2 separate regions of the Ovis aries genome follow, and region 2 is linked to region 1. A link is a contact called in public Hi-C data. All regions are on one chromosome and are shown on one strand. Each heading gives the region's core, a stretch centred on a gene start, on an enhancer-like site or on the middle of the called end of the contact. The rest is flanking DNA. Distances are from core to core; before and after follow the strand shown. Region 1 has its middle 230 kb from the start of TRIB1. Region 2 overlaps NSMCE2 (NSE2 (MMS21) homolog, SMC5-SMC6 complex SUMO ligase).

Region 1 (3,669 bases), core at 588-3,087:
GGGATATAGCTCCTTCTATCTTGGGGCGCTGTCAGCTTAGCCACTGATGTCCCTGCACAAGGGAAAAAAGCGTGGTGATGGCTCAAAGGGTTCTGTAATGACCACCCCATTGGCTGGAACTCCACTACCTAACTGCAAGGGAGGCTGAGAGAAATGGTCTTGTGCTTAGGAACAGAGGAAGTGGGGTTGGTGAGCATCTGGCCAGCTTCTGCAGTGGTTTTTAAGCTACAGAAGTGGGCTCTGCCTCAGTTGAGAAGTCACTGGAGTATACTGAGCAGTTTACAGAATGGGTGGGAGAGGGTTGGAGAACCAGGCTGGGAATCCAGAGGGCTGGGTGGCAACAACCACAGCCAAGGTCAGCCCTTGGCACCACAGCTGGGATGAGGCCACAAGCACAGATGTATTAATTTGTGTGTTTATTTGTCCATATGTTCACTGAGCATATATTGAGTTTACTCTGTGTGAGGCTCTGTGCTGGGTTCTAGGGACCTGATGGTGAATATGACGTGGTTCTTAAACTAATGTTTGGGATCCAAACATGGAATCTCCCCAAAGAAGGGGCACGGTTGAGACCAGGAGAGAGCCTGGGTCTGGGAACTGTTCCAGAAGAGAAATTAATAGCTGATGCTTTTGCCCTGCATCCCAGTGAGATGAAGTGACTTGTTCAACTAGTCAGTCATTGACCAGGGACTTAAAGTCTTTAAGTTCCGGTTCTGTGGCTTCCCTTCACCCCGTGTGCCGCTCTATGCCAGGCAGAGGGGGAGATGGCAGTTTAGGGTCATGGAGAGATCACAGGCTTTGGGGTCCTGCATATTCTGCTTGTCATTTAGCTGACAACGGTCTAGAGTCAGGTAATTTTCAAGATTTAATCTTCCATCTATAAAATGTGGATAGTATTACTTATGTCCCAGGGTTGCTGTGAAGACTAATAAGCAACAAATCTAAAGAATAAATGTGCCCTTGATAATGCCAGACACAGAGGTGCTCAAAACACGGCAGCTGCATGAAAGAGGATGAGTCAGGGTTACTGGCTTCAGGGAGCTTACCCTACCTGTCAAGAGTGGGGTGAGAATAGGATGGGAGAGTGGAATTTACCTGTGTATGTGAGAAGGGAAAAAGGTACAAATGCCTTTATTGGAGAGCTTGTAAATAAGGTCAGAATTCCGAGAAGAGAGAGCACAGTACCAGCATGCGTGAAGGCTTTGCGGAAGGACCACATAGGTGGCCAGGATGTGGCTTTGGTTCTGTAATTAGACTCCGTGGGCTCATATCTGAACTCCATCTCCCTTATTAGCTCTGTGTTCTTGGGCAAGGATGTTTTTAAATTTCATCGAGCCTCTGTCTATTCTACTGTAAAATGGGTATGACCGAAGTTACACTGGGTAGTTCTGGGAATTAAATGAGCTAATTCACAGGAAGAGCTTATCACAGTGCTCTTAGCACTTAGTGCCCTGAATCCTACTTCTGATGAACTGAGTCTTAAAAAATGAATACATAAAACCTCATTCTATTAATAGCTGTAAGGATTCCAGTGAATCCTTACCTGGTACACAGCAAGCGTTCCTCAAGTGGTGATGATAACACCTAAGTAATTTTTTTTTAATCTCCCGGCCCCTGGCACAGAGGCTGGCCCGTGGTTCGTTTGCTTATGAAGGATTTGGCTGGGAGGTTGACAACAGGTTGAAGGGTTAAAGAAGGGGGCATTTTAAGGAGAGGAAATAGCAAGAGGGAAAACAAATCAGTGGAAAAAGCCCAGATGTTCAAGAAATTTAAGAATACCCTTCACATTTTGTAAGGTTGATTAAGTTCTCTTTGTCTCCCCCTGGTGGCCATCAAAAGCATACACAACAGAGAACCAGACGTCATCTTGGCCGGAAGACCCTGGAGCAGTCTCTGTCTGTGATTCAGCCTCACAGACTGATTCATGACTTGTCTCAACGGCAGTGACTTGCTTTTGGTGACATTTCCAGAGGAATAACAAACAGTGACATCAGATGAGCCCAGGAACTATTCAATCTCTTCCCTCTATCCTTCCACATCCTTTGGAATGATGCCCTTTGACCTCCATCTTCAGGAGCCACAGTGTCAAATACCCTCTTCTTTCTTGCATCATTTAGGAGCAGTTGCGTCATGGAACAATGACAACAGCATATTGGATGGTTACTCTGAGGCAGGCACTGTTCTGAACTCTCTACACGTCGAACTCATCCCGTCCTCCAAACAGCCTCCTAGATGTGTGCAATTTTTCAGCTGAGGAAACCGAGGCACAGGGAGGAATGGGGCTTACCCAAGGTGATACAGCTGGTGTTTGGCAGAACTGGAATTCAGACTCAAGTGACCTGGCTCCAGAGACTGTGCTCTAACAGCTGTGTGACTACAGCCTCCCGTGTCACAGCCTCCTGGTGACAAGCCATCCCGGCTCACTGTCACCTATTGCTGGACCTTTGAGGTGTAAGGACCTTGAGTCCCCAGCTGGGGGGCCCTGGTAGACGCCAGTGTTCTCACACTTCACCGATCAGAAAATCATGGAGAGAAATGGCTTTAAAAGCTCATGACTGGTGGGAGGGAAGCTCAGGAGGGAGGGGACATATGTATACCTATGGCTGAATCAGGTCAATATATGGTAGAAACCAACATAATGTAAAGCTTCAATTCAATGTTGCAATTCTTCAATTAAAAAATTCAAAAGAATCACACGACTGAGGAGGACTTCCCTGGTGGTCCAATGGCTAAGGACTCCAAGCTCCCAATGCAGGGGCCTGAGTTCTATCCCTGGTCAGGGAACTAGATCCCCCATGCATGCTGCAACTAAAAACCTGGATGCTAAAACTAAAAAAAAATAAATAGGATCCTGGCTGTTGCACTTTGACAATTACTTAAAATAAGGCAACCAAGTTTGCATTAACAATGCCCAGAGTGGCCGAATAAGGAACATTAAAAAGAAAAAACAAAACAAAAATAACCATGACTGGAATCCCACCCTCAGATTCTGATTCAACCAGTAGGGCCCAGGAATCTGCCTCGTTCACAATGGTGATCTCTCTTGGAGTCAAAAGAGCATGTAAAGCAGCAGCAGGGTTTGAAAAGATTGACTCCAACTTTGAAAGACGTTCTGCTGTGGATAAAATGCTATCAAACAGCTTTGCATAATACAGAGAAAGTATTTGTAAAAGAAAGAGTCAATCAGTGTGGCAAACTTTATTGCCTTATTTTAAGTAATTGTCACAGTCACCCCAGTCTTCAATGACTACCACCTTGATCAACACTGAGGCAAGACCCTCCACCAGCAAAAAGATGACGACTTGCTGAAGGCTCAGATGATCGTTGGCACTTTTTAGCCATAGATTTTCGGGCCAAATATTCTATTTACTTGTTCTTAAATCTTTGATGGATCACTTTCAGCTTCTGGGAGTCTCTGTTTCCTTGTTTGTAGAACGGTCTCTGTTTCCTTGTCTGTGTGATAATGCAGACCTCATTGTGGTTGTTGAAAGCGACCATCTGTCCAAGATGGCTCATATTAGGGAGCAGTGCAGTGCCTGGCACATGGTGGGCATGGCTTAGATGCCCTACAGTCCATGGGGTTGCAAAGAGTTGGACATGACTGAGCACACACCCATTGCACTTTGTAGAAAGGGTTGCCTCAGTTCTGACGTAGAAGAAAGGGAGAGA
Region 2 (3,787 bases), core at 898-3,397, 500 kb before region 1:
TGTTACCTGTCATATTTGAGGCTTGGTTTTGTATGGTTAGCCTTTAAAGAGTTGATTTTTTTCTTTTAAGTGATAGGTTTGTCATTTAAGCCATGGAGTAAAGGATGGTATATATACTTGTGACTCTGTCAACCAGTAGTCATATTGGGCATATATCTCTTGATCCAGTTGTTTTACTTCAAGCATATAGCTTTTAAATTATAAATAAACAGATACTTATTAAAAATTAGTCCCCCCCCCCCCAAGAAGAGCATAATATCAGGCTGAATTTAAGGGAATGCAAACAACTAGATGCATTATGGAACTTCTCTTAATGAATGCCAGTTGTTTTAAGTTATTTAAAGTAACCGAGTTCTCCTCTAAGACCTACATAGAAAATAAACACTTCAGCAAGCCTTCATCAGACCTGCTTTTCTCTTGATTACTTTATAACATAGTTGCATACTGCTACTGCTAAGTCGCTTCAGTCGTGTCTGACTCTGTGCGACCCCATAGACGGCAGCCCACCAGGCTCCCCCGTCCCTGGGCTTCTCCAGGCAAGAATACTGGAATGGGTTGCCATTTCCTTCTCCAATGCATGAGAGTGAAAAGTCAAAGTGAAGTCGCTCAGTCATGTCCGACTCTTAGCGACCCCATGGACTGCAGCCCACCAGGCTCCTCCATCCATGGTATTCTCCAGGCAAGAGTGCTGGAGTGGGCTGCCATTGCCTTCTCCACATAGTTGCATAGGAGCAGATATAAACAGTGGACCTTTGCAATGTCTCGTATTATTAGGGGGTGTTATCATCAGTGTGCTCTCCGTCACTCAGCCATGTCCGACTCTTTGTGACCCCACAGACTGTAGCACGCCAGGTTCCTCTGTTCATGGAATTTTCCGGGCAGTAACTCTGGAGCAGGTTGCCGTTCCCTTCTCCAAGGGATCTGCCCAGCCCGGGGATGGAATCCGTGTCTCTTGCATCTCCTGCGCTGGCAGCTGGGTTCTCCACCACTGTGCCCCTTGGGAAGCTCTTTGGTGATTCTATTTAAAACCCGCCAGTGTTCTACCACCTTGGCTTTTCATGTGTTCCCCTTTTTCAGGTGGGCCCCCTTAAGAGGCCATAACCTGATATCCTGATAACAGTTGATGCTTTTTCTTAAGGTGGCTCATGTGGTGAAGAATCTGCCTGCAATATAGGAGATCTGGGTTTGATCCCTGGGATGGGAAGATCCCCTGGAGGAGGGAATTGCAACTGACTCCAGTGTTCTTGCCTGGAGAATTCCATGGACTGAGGAGCCTGGTGGGCTACAGTCCATGAGATTGCAAAGAGCCTGAGCGACTAACACTTTCACTTTCTTGGGCTTGGCTTCCTTGGTAGCTCATCTGGTAACGAATCCACCTGAAATGCAGGAGACCCCGATTTGATTCACGGCTCAGGAAGATATGACGGAGAAGGAATAGGTTACTGTCTCCAGTGCTCTTGGGCTTCCCTGGTGGCTTAGCCGGTAAAGAATCTACCCCCAGGGCGGGAGATATTGGTTCAATCTCTGGGTTGGGAAGACCCCCTTGAAAAGGGGTTGTTTCACTTTCATCTCTCCACTCCAGTACTCTGGCCTGGAGAATTCCATGTGCTATATAGTCCATAGGGTCGCAAAGAGTGGGACACGACTGAGCAACTTTCACTTTCATTGTATTTTTGTTTTGTTTTGTGTTTGGCCTTTCCTTTGAACTGGCTTTCCTCGGGGCATAGACCTCAGGGTGCATTTAGGATATTTTCAGAGACTGGGACTCTCAAATGTTGGATGTATATTAATGTGTTAGTAAATGGCTTTTAACGCAGTTCCTTAAATACAGATAATTTGGATTCAAAATGCAGAAAACTAAATTGCTTTCCAAAATTAGAAACTGAGCACTTTTGTTCATTGTTGAACCTAATTTTTTAAGACTTTGCACTTAATTTTTGTGTTGGTACTGATTAATCCAGTAGTGTTCAAATGTGGGAGGAATTAACTTAGAGGGCTTATTGAAACAGATTCCTGGGACTCAGTAATAAAGTTTCAATAGGTCTAGGACAAGCTGATGTTGCTTCTCCATGGGCCAGGAACCCTGGTCTAATCATTATTTCCCCTTTGAGGGGAAGCATACACCACTAGGTGGCACCAGAACACTTGTCAATCAGGTGCTGTTGGGCCCGTACTGGGTTTGCTAATTGCAGGTTCAAGATTGTTTAAAAGGTATAATCACTAAGTTACTGAAATTTCGTAACTTGGAACCTGAGTTATTCTGTATATCTAAGGATATAAAAAAATGTGTTGATTCTATCAGAACAACAGAAAGGTAGGGCTATTAAGGTTAAGGTGACCTTTTCCAGGAAGAAACGAGGACTATACCTCTCCTTTCCACTGGCTTTATTTCTATTTATCCAGGTTACTCAGTTCATTTACCAGAGATAGAGGCTGGCCCTGTCACAAAATAGAAAAGTACATCTCATATTTATTACTTACCATTCTTCCTTAGTGAATCTTGTTGTTGTCGATAACATTTAAAAACCAGCTGTTCACACAAATATGAACAGTAGGTATAACTCTATCGGTGGGCCAGCTGTAGTGGGGACAGTTTGGGGACGTTAGAAAGTGTGAAGTGTGTTTTCCTTTCCTGTTGCCTTCCTTAGTCAGAAAGCCGGGCTGTTTCCTTTTTAAGACCCACAGAGAGGAAAGTCTGGGCTGTCGCTGGCCTCACCTCACCTCGTGTTACTCTGCACTCTCACTCCATAAATTTCCAGCCATTCCAGCACCTCCAGATTCTCTTTCTTCCCCTGACTCGAACAACCTGAGAGTTGGCATGGTTTCTACACGTGATGGAATGTGTGGAAATAATGGCTTGCTGTGCTCCCCTGTTTGCTAAGCTCTCCCCTTCACGTTGGGATGTTGCTTTTTGAAACAGTAAATGAGTCCTATTTTAGTTTTTAAAACAGAGTTTGTATAGTACCTCAATACTGCCTGCATTTTTCTAGATGCTGGAGAACAATCTTTGTGTTGATTCTACTTTTTAAAAAATCTTTGAAGCAAAAGCAGGGGTTTGGTTTCAAAGACCTAACAGGTATGAAAATGACTACCACAGAAAAAACTGAAATGGAGTCACTTGATCAGATTTTAAAATTAGATTGGCACTTTATCATGTATCTTTGATCACTGAAAAGAATTAAGACTATTTTAATTTTAGGAAAAGGAGACAGTTCATAGCAGAAGTAGAACATACTTTAGAATCATTTTTGAAACATCAGGTCCTTTTTAAAAGACATAAAAGTTTGTCTTTCAGTAAGCAGAAAGGAGGTTTTATTAGATTGGTAATTAAAAGATGAAACCAATTTGATTATTGTACAGAAGATATTTATTAGCCAGATCCATTTCTCCCTGTTTCTCTACTTTACACCTGAAATTACGTATGTGTGTGCCTCATAAATTTAAAGTATTATTTATATGTAGCAGCACTGTCCAGTAAAAATATGTGAGCCACATGTTTAATTAAAATTTTTCTAGTATCCTCATTACAAAAAGTAAGAAAAAAGAGGAGACAATAATTTAGTAATATTTTATTTAATCTAATGTTGTCTAAAATATTATCTCAACATATAATCAATATGACAGTTGAGTTATTTTTGTACCCACATTCTTTTCTTAGTCTGGGCTAGCAATGTTTCAGATGCTTAATAGTTCCATGTTAGAAGTGGCAGTTGTAATAGCAGCAAGTACAGAGGGCATTTTAGTTTCCGTTGAGTCTCTGAGGAGGGCAGAAAATTTTAATGGTAGT

The links. A called contact is a pair of places that touch in the nucleus more often than the background predicts.
Region 2: a contact with region 1 is called in a Hi-C map of liver, with 6 times the contacts expected there. The contact joins two enhancer-like sites. A contact is called at or near these places in 5 of 16 Hi-C or Micro-C datasets (blood, liver and tail adipose tissue).

What each region holds. Positions count from the first base shown.
Region 1 is chr9:27,590,304-27,593,972 of ARS-UI_Ramb_v3.0, reverse strand. No RefSeq gene overlaps it. Among named protein-coding and RNA genes, the nearest start is that of TRIB1, 230 kb to the left of the region's middle. Within about 2 kb of position 1,837, at least 4 of the 54 cell types and tissues checked have an H3K27ac peak or open chromatin away from gene starts, as enhancers often do. A contact at or near this core is called in liver, where this site is marked.
Region 2 is chr9:28,092,086-28,095,872 of ARS-UI_Ramb_v3.0, reverse strand. The region is part of intron 2 of NSMCE2 (NSE2 (MMS21) homolog, SMC5-SMC6 complex SUMO ligase); the gene reads left to right. Among named protein-coding and RNA genes, the nearest start is that of NSMCE2, 16 kb to the left of the region's middle. Within about 2 kb of position 2,147, at least 16 of the 54 cell types and tissues checked have an H3K27ac peak or open chromatin away from gene starts, as enhancers often do. A contact at or near this core is called in liver, where this site is marked.